Regions from separate parts of the Mus musculus genome. Here region 2 is linked to region 1. Evidence: chromatin contacts called from public Hi-C data. All regions are on one chromosome and are shown on one strand. Each heading gives the region's core, a stretch centred on a gene start, on an enhancer-like site or on the middle of the called end of the contact. The rest is flanking DNA. Distances are from core to core; before and after follow the strand shown. Region 1 has its middle 85 kb from the start of Gm31427. Region 2 has its middle 17 kb from the start of 4930579D09Rik.

Region 1 (2,978 bases), core at 206-2,705:
AGGAATTCAGTGTCCTTATTTTTCTGTTTCTTTTTCTTTATTTTTTTCATATAACATGTTTGATCATATTCCTGGTCCTCCCCCAATTCCTCTCATATCCTTTCTACATCCCAACCCATACAACTTGATGTTCTTTCTCTCTCTTTCTTTTTCAAAACAAAAATAAATTATAAAATCAAAACAAACTAGCAGAAAAATCAATAAGACAAAACAAAACAGAGAATCCATTTGTGTGTGTGTGTGTGTTTGTGTATGTGTGTGCATTGACCAGCTACCCTTGAGCCCCCAGCTTGCCCTGGATAGTGGTTGCTATCCCGTTGGTGAAAACTAGTAGTCCTTTGCCCAGAAGGTATCAACTGTTGTAAATTTCTCCTTGGTTATGGGTAGAACTTTGTGTTTATTTTCTCTCCTTAATTCTGGAATTTTCTTTGGTTTGAACCTGGGTTGGTCTTACATGTGCTGTTGCAGTCTCGGTGAGTTCATGTATTACTTTTGTGCTTCAAAAGTACTTCAGTACTTTTGGCAAAAGCTTTTACAGTTTTATTTGTATAGGATATGGCAGGGCCTTTTGTGGCCATGACCGTGGTCTCAGTGCTAAGGGTCTGCAGAGATCTACCCCTGAGACATTTTTGGGCTTGCTGCTTGGTTGTTTACATTCCTCGAGGTATAGGCTTTAGAAGACAGACAACTTATCTACATTGTGGGGACATGCATGGATGGCTTGTGGCTTTGGTATCCCTTGGTGTAGAGCTTCAGAGAATGGACAGAGGAAATATTAATGCTACCAGGTAGTGTGGTTGTTGGTACCATAGTACTGGAGATGCAGAACATGGATGTGACCTTCCCTCGATCTCATGGGGTGAGTGTGAGTGATAGCGTAGCATCAGTGACAAGTCTGGGCTGCGGAGAAACCCTTTTCTTGAAGCACAACAAGTGTGATGCTGACAGCCGTGCCTTGGGGGTTTAGGATACAGATGAGACCCCTGGATGCTCCCAAGGGACAGGATTTGGATTTCCCATGGAGCAGGTTTATGCCTGTGGCAGCTGCTGGTCTTGCTGCTGGGTGTTGAGTGGCTAGCCTTCCATTCTCAGGCCTGAGGCTTCTGATAGTGTCCTTGACGAATCTATTAGCCTCCCCTCTGTGTCAGGGTGACAAAGAGGTGGCAGTTGTATTAATAGCAACTGGGCTTCTGGGGGCATTGAGAGGGCTCAGCCTGAGTTCCTTTTCTGTAGCAGGGCTGTCACTTCAACTCTAACCAGCTAGCAGAGCGGATTTAAAGCTTGTGGGAGTCTGTGGACATCTCTAGTTGGGATGGCCAGTCTACTGCTCTGCTGGAGATGCCTGGTATTTTCTAGCTTCTCTTTGGCCAGCTGGACCCATCCTGTCATCAGCAGCTCAGGAAGCTGGGGCTTCAGTTGCAATTTGCTTTGTTCTTGGGTCTCAGCTGCCTGTCAGAATCAAGCTGTTCATTATTCCTGACACTTCCTTGTTCTCTGTGGCAGAGGATACTCAGGGCACTGCTCTGCAGCCATCTTCTACAGAATACGCACCAAAGTGAAGTAAGCCCACACACAGGCGGGCAGAGACTTTGTGATGTCATGATATGCAAGAAAAATTGATTCCCTAGGAGCTGAATGGGGTTAGCAGAGGCTGGGATGGGGAGGAGGGTGGTCTGCAAGTTACCAGAGAGAAGGTCTGAAGGAAGGCGGAAGGAAAGAAGAGCTTTGAGATGTGTAGCACTGTCAAGTGACTACAGTCAAGATGATGGACAGCAAAACTCCAGTGTATCACCCAACAAATGTCAAGGAAGATGATGGACACATTGATGATGCTTGATTTAATTACTCTGCACTGTGTACACACATCAAATGCCACATTGTTCTCCATGCATTTCAAGTTTATGATTTGTCAATTAGAACACTGTAAGTAAAAATGTAGTAAAAACAAGTAAATCAATCATAAAAAAGCAAAGGATCGGAGCAGATGCATACTCAGAAAGTTATCCAAGTCGTCAACAAACTCGTGGGAAAGATACCGGGTTTCACCTTGCGCCCAGCCTGTTAAAGGCAGAAGGTTCCACGAGTCACAGGGGATTTGGAGAAATGAAAACTTTTGATCCGGGTGTGGTGGCTCGTGCTTACAACCCCAGTGCTTAGGATGGTGAGACGGGACGATTGCCATAGTGTGAGGTCAGCTTGGAATACACAGTGATGCCTTGTCTCAAAACAACAATGTCAACAACGGCCAAACTAAAACAAGCAAAGCGAATCAGACAAACAAAAGGCTCAGACAGAAGGCTGCCTGTTTTGTAAAATGTTAGGTTTCTGTCAACTTGACATGGGCCAGGGCCTTCTGGGTAAACGGGACTTCAGTTGGGAAAGTGTGTCCATCAAATTGGCCCACAGGCAGACAAGTCAGTAATTGATATGGGAGGGCCCTGGAGTGTCTATGAAAGCAAACGGAGCAAAACCACAAGGGCTTACCAGTAGGAACATTTTTCTGAGGCCTCTGCTTCCGTCCCTCCTTCCAGATTCCCACCCAAACTTCCTCCGTGATGGAGAGTGAGAGAGTTGTGAGATAAAATAAGCCCTTTTCTTCCTTCCCAAGTTGCTTTTGGTCATGATGTTTACCACAGCAATAGGAACATCAACTAGGGTACCCAGACATGCCACAGAAATACATATGCATTGAATTTGTTTGTAAATGTTTATATCAGCACTGTTTATAACCCTACCCAAGAAGAAAACAACTTATATGCCTATCAAAGATGACTGCCTAAATACCACGTGCTACAGATTCAGCCATAAAAAGAATTGTAGTAGGAAATATTTAATCTCAATTTGGGGGTTTCTACCACACCTTTGATCATTCAGTTTTCAGATAAAAGACACACAACCTTTATGTTTATAATAAGCCTTAATCAGCACTAGAGCTGGGCAGCTATTAGAATCTACTTCCCCATCAATAACCCTGAATT
Region 2 (2,998 bases), core at 171-2,670, 150 kb after region 1:
TACATGTGGCAATGTTGTCTCACTTGGGCACATGTCCTGTTGTCCTCTTGTAACCAGGTTTTGTGTGACAGAAACCTGCAGAGCTAGTGACACGACCAGACAGTGATGGGATGACTTAATGCACCTGGCTATTTACTTCATGCTTTGAAACCTGAACTAAAATTCTTTACCACGAGGAAATCACAACAGCAACAGGACAAGAGCTGAAACCCTGGGGAGATTATTAACAATTTTGCTTTTACACCTCCCACACGGCTGTAGACACGTGGGCTCCACTTTCTTCTGAGACTCTTAGGCCCGTGTTTGGTACAGCTGCTGCTATGTCAACAGAAAACATTGGGAATGACAGGGGTCCTTCATAGATCTTGCCCTAGAAAATGAAATGGTAAAAGCAAAATATGTTAAAGATATTCCTTAAGTTGGGGAAACTTGGCTTCCTGTGGAGAAAGGGGGACATGGTATAACACATGTATAAATAGTGCTGAAACCTGGTAGGTACTAATTTCATTCATAATAGGTGAATCAAAGATAAAGATTAAGAAGTAATATTTGGCCTGGGAAACACAAGGTTATATAATGCAAAGATGACGGTAGACGTTTGTTATAAGATACATGAGCGTACCCATAGGACTGTGGAGATAAGAGGATCACGCATGGAGGAGCAAGGGAAGGTGGCCTCCAGAAATGTCTGTGTGGGCGGTGGAGAAAGGTCTCTTCTTAGTGCAGTATTGACTTATGGGGAGTCATGAGCATAGACGTGAATTAGGGAAGCGTTATCTCTAGTGCTTTTGTACTTTAGAGCCCCAGCTCAGTTTCTTGACAGGGCTTTAGAGAGTCAACTTCAGGTATGCTCAGGAGTGCCTTTAATGCCTTGAATCCAGAGTTGGCTTCTGAAGGTTTTAAGTTGTGAAGGAGTAGAAGAAGTGTAATGCAGGTTTCTGAATCAACCATGAAGACATTTTAGAGTCTCTTTTTTTTCTTCCCCACCCCCATGGAACATGAGCAAAATATTAGAACAACAACTTACAAGCTTAATGAAACACAGCCAAGTTTGATAGAAAGCAGATTCTAGGACAGGTTGTAGTTAAGTTTGTGCAGTTAGCGATGAGCTCCTTGTAACATATGCTCTGGCCCGAGTCAGTCCTATCTATTGGGAGATGCGGGATGGAAATCTTATTTTTGTAAGCTATTAAACTGCAAATAGGAGACTGAACTGGAGACAGGGCTGTATCATTGTGAGACGCTAATACATCAGGGCGGGAAGACATTCCGACTGGTTTTCCAGCACCGCAACAGTTGAGAACAGGAAGGTTTTGGCCCAGACATCTTCGTAAGTCCCTCTGGACTCGGAAGTGATGAGTGGGATACTGCCTGTAACTGTGGCAGCTGGTGAGTAATTTGTAGCCTGTAGCCGCCTCCCTCTAAGTGTTTACAGCAAGATTTTTGCTCCAATGCTTGGGTCAGAGCCATTCTCCCTGGACCCATTATCACCAGGCCACACCATATTTATGGCATGCGACCAAGGGCTGCAGATGTCTGGAGACATTTTAGCTTTAAGATATGCTAAGTTAGGAATTAAGATTCTTAGAGCAGGACAAGGAGAGGATTCCTGGGTAGATGGTGCTGCTTTGGTGACCCAAGTGCTTGATAAGTACTTCTCTTCCCGGCTGTACCTTAATGGAGGTGAGCATTGGAAGGATATCTGGCAGGACTGGCTGTGGAGGAGACATTCTTGTAACAGAGCCAGGAGACCCCATTGGTCCCTCATAGACTGAAGAGGGCCAGGAAAAGTGTCACCCATTGTTGCATAGTTAATAAGATACTTTTCATTGTTCAGGGATATCCTAGCAAACAGTAATAAATTGGTTCCATCAACCCTTTCTCTAATTTCTCTCATTAATAGAACAAAAGACAGGACTGGGATAGAGTTCAGTTATAGGCAGTTTGTTTAGCAAAGATGCCCAAAGTTTGACCCTTAGCATGTAAGTAAGGAGAGAAAGGAAGAAGGAAAGAAAGAAAGAAAGAAAGAAAGAAAGAAAGAAAGAAAGAAAGAAAGAAAGAAAGAAAGAAAGAAAGAAAGGAAGGAAGGAAGGAAGGAAGGAAGGAAGGAAGGAAGGAAGAAAGAAAGAAAGAAAGAAAGAAAGAAAGAAAGAAAGAAAGAAAGAAAGAAAGAAAGAAAGAAAGGAAGGAAGGAAGGAAGGAAGGAAGGAAGAAATAAAGGAAGGAAGAAGAACAATTCCCAATTGGAATCCTAGCTCAATGACTTGTAATCACGGTCTCCTTCCTATGTCCCCACCCTTTGAGTGGTGACTGTCCTTTTCTCACCAAAGGGATAAGTATCGTTCTCCATACACTAACTATGTACTGATCTTGTGACAAAACTTTGGTCAACCGAATGGACCAGAGGGAGGATGTGCCCATTCTGCTAGAGTCCTCAAAGGTCTCCGTAGTTTTGCTTATTCTTTTGGATCTGTGCCACTACTCAGTGAACAACCCTGGATGGGCCTGATGGATGATGAGAGATGTGTGGCCCTGCCACCTCTATCACTCCAGCTGGCAGCCAGGAAGACAGCAGATGTAAGGGAGGCCACGGAGGCCAGCCAGCTCCTTGTTAACCTGCCAGCTGATGGCAGGTGCATGAAAGAGCCAAGCTGAGATCAGCTAAACCTGGCCGCGTACACAGAACAATCCATCTGACCTATGGGATAGTGACCAATAACACCCTGTTATACTTTCAAAAGAGAGGTTGACAATGATGGCCAATGAGCCAGCTGCCAGCTTTTGTAAATAAAGTTTTATTGGCACCCAGCCATGTCCATTTGTCTTTGGGCTGTCCATGGCTATTCCCATTCCACAGAGCTAGAGATGCTAGGAAGGAAACTTCATGGTTCACAAAGATTGAAATACTTTCTATATGGCTCATAAGAAAAGTTTGATGTAATATTGTTTAAATGGCTAAATTTTGGGGGTGATTTGTTACTCAGTAATGTCTAACTGG

What was found. A called contact is a pair of places that touch in the nucleus more often than the background predicts.
Region 2: a Hi-C map of cerebellum shows a contact between it and region 1, with 1.6 times the contacts expected there. The contact joins two enhancer-like sites. A contact is called at or near these places in 1 of 15 datasets of contacts at CTCF or cohesin (large pre-B cells) and 2 of 484 Hi-C or Micro-C datasets (cerebellum and uterus).

What each region holds. Positions count from the first base shown.
Region 1 is chr6:143,366,591-143,369,568 of GRCm38.p6, forward strand. No RefSeq gene overlaps it. Among named protein-coding and RNA genes, the nearest start is that of Gm31427, 85 kb to the right of the region's middle. Within about 2 kb of position 1,456, at least 17 of the 459 cell types and tissues checked have an H3K27ac peak or open chromatin away from gene starts, as enhancers often do. A contact at or near this core is called in cerebellum, where this site is marked.
Region 2 is chr6:143,517,276-143,520,273 of GRCm38.p6, forward strand. No RefSeq gene overlaps it. Among named protein-coding and RNA genes, the nearest start is that of 4930579D09Rik, 17 kb to the right of the region's middle. Within about 2 kb of position 1,421, at least 3 of the 459 cell types and tissues checked have an H3K27ac peak or open chromatin away from gene starts, as enhancers often do. A contact at or near this core is called in cerebellum, where this site is marked.